Regions from separate parts of the Ovis aries genome. Here region 2 is linked to region 1. A link is a contact called in public Hi-C data. All regions are on one chromosome and are shown on one strand. The core of a region is the stretch at or near the end of the contact, and the rest is flanking DNA. Distances in the headings are between cores, read along the strand shown.

Region 1 (3,930 bases), core at 638-3,137:
TGTCAGTGGAAGTTTTGCTCAGAAATCTAAGCATAATGACGGAAGAGGAAAAAATGAGCTGCACCTGAATAAGCAGAAGGCACTTTCAGAGGCAGATGCAAATGATATTAATTTATATTCTCCTGTTGCTCCTATGAATTTATTCAATATAAAGTTTGCAGACTCTCAGAGCCTCTGGCTAGAAACCCACTAGCTGGCAGCAGTGGTCTTCAGGTCCATCACACCAAAAGGAAGTGTTCAGGGCACAGCCGGGCATCCGGCTTCTTCTAAAGCAGGCAGTCCTGTGGAAGCACTTGGCCCAGAAGCCTGCTCAGCTCTCCTACTGCACATGAACACCACCACGCCTGCCTGGAGGAGGAAGCAGCCCCAGTGCCACAGCCCAGGCGAGAAGAGAGGGCCGTAGTCTGATTCCTTGTTCAGGCAGAGGGACCGCGAAATGTCCGGGTGCCGTTGTAGAAGTAGCTTACGTTTGGTGAAGCATATACCTTTTATCCCAAGGTATCTTTCAGAAAATATAAAATACTAAAAGGGAACAAAAACAGCACCACCAACAACAAAACCGGTCAACGCGGCTCCGTTCGTTCTACTTCAAGCAGAAGTGACTTCCAGAAGAAGACGGATCTAAAAGTGCTGCGTTTTTCTAAATTACAAAAAACAATTCTGCATTTCAAAAGTAACTCATGAATATATTCCTGACAAAATTCAAACTGTAGAAAAATGTATACAGTAATAAATGAAAGTCTTCCTTCAACCCCCTCCCACCCTCAACCCACACTCTCCTGGTCAGGAATAACCACTCGATAATTTGATGGTCCTCCCAGACCTCTCCTGTGCGCACTCATCGAGGTTTGTCTGCTTACATACATGGATGTGATGTCCACACTTTGGTATGTGCGTGGCACAGAGCAATCTGACACAATGGGAAAGTGATCTTAACCCAAAGCTTTCGATTCTTTTCATCAGAGTTACAACTTGCACACCTGTGAAACACTCACACTGTTGAAACAGGTACACAGTAAAAATAGAAATCTGCAGTAACGTACTGGTGACTAGAAAGGCCTGTGAAGCTACGAGAGATGGCCGGGAAGATGCCAGGACACAGTCTTCCCTCTCCTAGTGACGTACTCCGGGAACCTCTGCAGAGATTCTCTTCACCCATCATTATTCTATATAACACATTTCGATCACCTCTTCGCTCAGTATTCAGAATTGTTAGGCTGAAAATACTTGGTTACCCAAGACCTTGCTGGAAGTTTAAATTCAGAACTCTTTAGCAAAAGTGTAAGATATATTCCTAAACTCTGTTCCCTATAAGCAAAGATCCCCACATCAGAAAAACCAAGGTCTCCTTTCTTGAGACCTGTTTCAAATCAGGGTCTGCCTCAGTATTCAACAGAATATTAAAATCTCACAAAAGCAAGGATTTACTAGTGATTCCCCCTGGGCAGGCAGTTTACATAAGCTGTCACCATGAATCCTCACACAGCCCTCTGCAGGATCTGGAGACAAGCTGTATCTCACTTTAGAGTCTGTGCTTTTCTGCTCTGCAGCCTCCCCAAACCCAAGATGACTGTGCCCTCAAAGCAGACCACATGGGATGCTGCAAACTGTGTCCCAGGCCAGGAAGCCACTCGGAACTGGTGTCACAGGGACAGGGAGGGAGGAGAACTGCCCCGACAAGGCTGAGCTGTAACAGAAGCAAGAAGCAGGCGTGTCTGAGAAAACCCAGCACCCACGAAAGGAAGGAGAGGAAGGTAAGCTGCGGAAGCATTCCAGCCCTTAACAGCGGGGCCAGAGGGCAAACAGCCAGGCAGGGAGACAGGGAGGGGAGGAGGAATAAGCCGACAGACAGAGCTGGACTTGATCACAGCAGAGAAGAGCCAAGAATCAAAAACCACACAACATTCGGGAGTCAGGGCAGGGGAGAGCGGGGAGGGCTGTTGGCGGCTCCCCGCAGCACAGGACGTAACGGCCAGCCTTGTGCTCCACGGGCCTCTCTGGGCTGCAGCCACCTCGCCTGTGACTCAGCACACACGACCAGGTGTGACACTCGCTGTGCCACACTGGGTGAGAAAAACTAGATGCGGCTTAAAGGCAGCCAGGCTGTGGCCCACCTTTCATCCAAAATGAAGCTACTCATCCTGCACTCACTTCCGTGTAACTAGGCCACACGTGGGCCAAGTCAGTGCAGGCTGTTTCCCTTCCTCAGTCACATGAACTACTAACGTATCTGCCCCCGTTACGTTGTAGATGACCCGACTGTCCACCTCTAGAGGGGAAACCTTTCTAAAGTCAAAGCTGTTTTGGAGTAAAGCGCTGATGCATAAAACACGCCGTGACCTCACCCATCGTGTCACCGCAGTCTGGGCTCCATCCTCTCTAACCTGGACTCTGTATCATCGCCTCCCTGGTCTCCCTCCCTCTTGCACTCCCGCTTCCCTCGCAGTCCTCAATCCTCCACACATGGAGCAACCACCCCGACTTCAAAATGCAAGATCACGTCATCCTCCAGCAAGGCCTACTGTGCTTAAAGTAAAATGTCTCCACTGTGTATTCCAAGGCTCTGTTTAATCTGGCCCCTCTTCTCCCCATGCCCTGCTCTTTCCAACCTCTTCCCAGGCCACTCTCCCTGTCTTCTTGAGTTCCCAATCACCCCCAGCTTTTCCCTGCCTCAGGTCTTGCTCTGGGAACTCAAGGACAATGTCTGTATCATGTTTGTATCACCCACCAGGGTTGGGGCTGGTGCTTGGGGCACAGTTCAGTTCAGTCGCTCAGTCGTGTTCGACTCTTTGCGACCCCATGAATTGCAGCACGCCAGGCCTCCCTGTCCTCTCTTTTAATAAATGAAAGGAAGCCGAAAGGCTGTAAGGCAACAAATGTCCACTAGAGGGCTCCCTTGACACTTGAGAACAAGACTGTTCTGTTAAACGCGACAGAGATACCATCACAGTTAAGGTGTTAATAAAGAGGAATGATCGTAACAGCAATACTTTCAAAGGTAGTACTCTCCCAGCCTTCCAGCTATGTGACCAGACTCCTTACTGCGCTGACCGCCTAGATCTATAGAGATACCCACAGTGAGGCAGCCTCTGTCCCCCGGAGTTCGCATCTGTAAGTGTGGTAGCACGCACCTTGAAGGGCAGGGCAAGGAGGAAAGGCGCACTTGGTTCACTGACCGTCACAAACTACTGTGTAGTTTTAGAATATTTACGTCACCCCAGAAGAAACCCCACAGCCAGCAGCAGTTACTCCCCAGACCCTCCTTCGCTCAGCCACCAGCAACCACTGATCTACACTTTCTGTCCCTGGATCAGCCAATGCTGGACACCAGGTGTACAGGGAACCACACAGTATGTCGCCTTTTGTGGCTGGATGAACCCTGGCCCCGCCTCCTCTGTACTCACCCTTCACAGCTGCTAGGTTAAGCTTTATAAAATACAACTCTTTGTCACGCCTCGTATTAAAAATCCTTAATGGCTCCTGGCAGATTCAGGACCGAGCTCAGCCTCTTCTGTGTTCACAAAGGCCCTTCCCAACCTGACTCCTGCCTATTCGCCAGCCAGCCAACCTACGATTCTCTCTCTAGTCCACTCACACGCTGTCTCCCGGGCACAGCACACAATGCCACCTCTCCATCTCCTCGCCCATGTGGCTTCCTCTGCTTGCAGCTCTCTTCTCCGTTTTCCTTGTCTGTCTAACTGTCACCTCTCAACAGTCCCCCAGCCAGGGGAGCCTGCTCAGACCTCCTCTAGTGATTCAGCTGCTTCGTGCCTGTGTTTCTGTGGCCCGCCTAGCCCCGTTATTCCACTGCGCTGCAACACGGCTTTATCTGTCTCGCCCAGAGACCATTCGTCACAGAGCACACAGATGGTGTTTCATCTGTAGCATTTAGCACAGTACCGGGCGTGGAGGAGTCACTTAAATACTTGT
Region 2 (3,930 bases), core at 501-3,000, 100 kb after region 1:
ATAAGAAAAACACACTAAAAATAATTGAAAATTAAAGTTTAAAAAAAAAGGGACCATATGTCACTGTTTCAAACTAAGTCATGTTCGACTCCTGTGGACTGTAGCCCACCAGGCTTCTCTGCCCATAGGATTTCCCAGGCAAGAATACTGGAGTGGGTTGCCATTTCCTTCTCCAGCGGATCCTCCGAACCCAGGGATGGAACCCGGGTCTACCTGCACTGGCATGCGGGTTCTTTACCACTGAGCCACCTGGGAAGCCCTCATTAACCACAGGGAGTTTGTCCAAATGGCAAGGAGGGAGCATATTTTAGTAATGAAAATCACTTGGCCCTTTAAATAAGATATGTTTCATCACCATTCTGGACTCATTAAAACACTTTATTTCAACAAGCTTCACTTTCCTCACTTCAAAGGGGTTGATAACGCCTACCTCACAGGATGACATGAAATAATGCATGTAAAAGAGTTCTACAGAAGGTCTTGGACTTGGTAGATCAGGTAATAATCATTTACAGGGAAAAAAATGTTGAGTCTGCACCTTTTTCATCTAATTTGGTATAAAATGACAAAGAACACAACAGGAAAGGGCAACCCTTCACCTTCCTCTTCCCAGTCCCTGATCTGGCTGCCTCCTATGCTTTCTATATTTAGCAGAGTGACACCCCCTTCCCCCACCCAAAAAAAAAAAAAAAAAACCAGCACGAAACCGTGTTTCCTTCAGGGCTCCTTTCAGAACTCCCGAGTCCTTGCAATACAGATCTTTCATCTCGCCAACTCCGCCTCCCCCCAACACACACAGTCCTCTGCAGCGCCGGGGGCAGAAGAACAAAAATCCAACCGTCACGGTCACGAAAGAGACTGTAAAAATAACGGAGCGGAGTAACTAACTGGCTTTGGAAGGGTCTGTTTGTTTTCAAAAATTAAGAGAAAGTCTACCAGAGACAGCCTCTATCCTGCAGAAAGGGGAAGCAGGAAGATCTAGGCAAATAAGTTCTGTGACTTGTATCCAAATACAGTCCCTACATCTGGATTCAACACAAAGAGAGGCGCACGGAGGCCCCGGGAGCCGCAGGGCTGCTTTTGCAATTGGACAAACCCACCCCTCACACCCTGTGTGAACAGAGGGACCCTCAGGGGCGCACCAGGCGGCGCAGAAGCTCGCTCCACACGCGGGATGCATCCCGCGCCCATCCCCCGGCGTGGCCGCGGCGGGCGCTGTGCCTCACCTGTCTTGAAGACCATCTTGCCATCGTCCTTGGACCCGAAGGTCTTCAGCATGGACACGAAGAGTACCCCGCAGGCGTTCTGGATGCCGAACACCGACCCGTTGCACCACATGGCTGCTAGCATCACCAGCCAACCCCAGCCGCCCTCAGGGGGCTCAAGGGGCTCGGCGCCCACCGACCCACCCAGCTCTACTTCCACCTTCTCGGCCGCCGCCGCCTCCGGGCCGTCTAAGGGTCCCGCGCCGGGCAGCGGAGCGGCCCCCGGAGGCGCGGAGCCGAGCGGCTGCGCCTCGCTTGTCCCCCGCGCGGCGGCGGGCTCCTCCTGGGAGGGCACCATGGCCCGGGGCGGCCCCCTCGGGCGCAGGGGAGCGCGAGGGGTGCGAGTTCCCGGCGGGCTCGCGGAGGAGCCGCCGAGTTGGGCGGGCGGGCTAGCGAGGCCGAGGCGAAAGCGGCGGAGCCCACCGTAGGCGGGCGGCGACCGGCTTACGCGCGAACCTCCGGGTCCACAGCCCAGCACCCGGACTCAGCAGGAGGCCGGGCCGCCAGCTCTTAAAGACGCCCCCCCCGCCACACCCCCTGGGGGCGTGGTCGGCGGCAGGACCTGCCCCGGAATCTCCCGATGATTGGGCTTCGGGAGAACGCGGGGGGGCCCACCCCCTCCCGCGGCGCGCGACCCAGGTGCCTGCGGGTGGTTATATCTGCGCGCGCGCCAGGCGCCGGGCCTCCTCCTCTCCAGCGGGGGTCACAGATGTGTAGGTCACCCCGCCAGAAAGTGTTAACGGAAGGGGCACGTCTTCTCCTAGGTGCAGGCTACATTGGGTCATCGGGACCGCAGAATGGGACCTTCTTTAGTCTCAGTCCGTGACAGCCTGACCAACAAACATTGTCCCTTTGTCTTCTTTTTGTTGTTGTTTTCTGGCGTTCACCTCTAATTACTAATTATAATACATAAGATACGTTATGCCAACTGCTGACTTAAAAAGGGAGTCAGAAAGATCAGAGGCCCTATTTAATTTCTCCTATATTCATATATGATTTCCTATGAATACTTGGCATATTGAACAGGCTCATTTTGGAAGACACAGACTGTTATATCAAAGTCTTCAAGTAACAAACATTTTTTACAGACAGCTAGAAAACATTACTTTTAAACTACAGCACAGTTGTCTGCACTTCAGGCAAAAACTAGCACCTATAATTCAACTTCTCTGTCTCCTTAAAGCATGGAACAACCATGTCTGTAAAAGAAATGAAGATTAACTAGTTGTATAATATTGGGCACAATTCTTAATTCCTCAAATTCTTAACTTCAGTCAAAATATGCTAATTACTTTATGATGGAGTCCATAAATGAGTGTGATTGATCACATTTCTGCCCCTACGGGTTCAAAAACTAGTAGGAAGAAGTCCTGGGATAGAATAGGAGTGTCATATAATAAGTGTTAAAATACATATACAACAAAAAGAAGTGGAATGGAGCCATTAAATTATCTTCAAAACATTAGAGAAAAGCTTCTACAGCAAACAGCCTTTGAGCTGAGCCCTGAATCACACTAGGAGCTTTCCTGGGCAAAGATAGAGGAAGGGTGTTCTAGGTAGAGAAGCTAGCAGAAGCTAAGGGGAAGCAGGGAAACTTGAGGAGCAGGGAAAAAAACCAAGCGTAATATGTCTTAAGGATGGGATTAGAATGGTAAACTAAAGAATAGTCACACAAGCACACAAAAATGAATGTGCAAGGATGTTATTCCAGCACTATTGGAAATAAAAAGTGGAAGCAAAAACATGCATCGGTACTACATAACCACTAAAAGTTTTGAAATTCACCTCTGTTGACTTTGAAAGTTATAACATTTTATTGAGCAAAGAAAGCACATTCACACACACACACAAAGGTATGGGTTATAGCACAAAATATAAAATAAATATCCATGATCTCTATTGATATAAGTAAATGATTAAGTACATAAGTAAAAGGGGGAATAAATACCTCCATGCCTGATTGCCTTTCACCTTTTTGGAATGATGAATTCTCACTCTATCTTCAAGGCATAGCTCTAAAATGAAGTTACCTTTATCAGTTCTTCCTCCAGACTTCCATACTTTATTTAAACAGTTTTTGCAATGAGCTGCAGAGTGGTTTTCAGTCTCCTTAACTAGAGTAAGAATTTTCAGACAGGTCAGATGATGTCCCATGGAGCTTTGAACCATAGCACAATGCACAGTGTAGGGGTACAACAAATAATTGTTGAACCAAATTGAATTGAATTTTTTAAAAAAATTTAGAATCACAAAGCATGCAATTGAGCACACCAACTTGGTGCCATGTTTTCAGGTGGAATATTTTCAATATTTTTAAAATAACATGAATTTGTTTTCCAGTTGTAAAAGTAATACATGCTAGCTTTAGCAGTTACCATAAAAAATAATAGAAATTTTAAAATGTATTATTGCACCACTCAAATAACCTCTTTAACATTTAATAGTTTTTAATTATTTACATGTTTATGGAAGATAGAGCATCCATTTTGTAACTACCATTATCATATTTTCCCCCTATAAAATATGGTATAGCATCATCCAAAAAATTATGAGTCTTTTTACCCTTAATGAAAATTGCTTCATCCAAGATAATGAACAAAACATAAAGAAGCCCATTGAGATGAGACTTTGCCATAAGCCATCTCCAAAGGTCCATTTGACTTAG

The links. Hi-C and Micro-C count contacts between places; a contact is called where the count stands out from the background.
Region 2: a contact with region 1 is called in a Hi-C map of muscle, with 3 times the contacts expected there. The contact joins the promoter of SLC16A10 here to the enhancer-like site in region 1. A contact is called at or near these places in 5 of 16 Hi-C or Micro-C datasets (liver, muscle, skin fibroblasts and 1 more).

The regions. Positions count from the first base shown.
Region 1 is chr8:26,494,889-26,498,818 of ARS-UI_Ramb_v3.0, forward strand. The region is part of intron 4 of SLC16A10 (solute carrier family 16 member 10); the gene reads right to left. Among named protein-coding and RNA genes, the nearest start is that of MFSD4B, 29 kb to the left of the region's middle. Within about 2 kb of position 1,888, at least 18 of the 54 cell types and tissues checked have an H3K27ac peak or open chromatin away from gene starts, as enhancers often do. A contact at or near this core is called in liver and muscle, where this site is marked.
Region 2 is chr8:26,597,410-26,601,339 of ARS-UI_Ramb_v3.0, forward strand. It overlaps SLC16A10 (solute carrier family 16 member 10), which reads right to left and starts at 1,751. Exons shown (of 6, transcript XM_004011485.5): 1 at 1,227-1,751. The coding sequence starts at 1,563.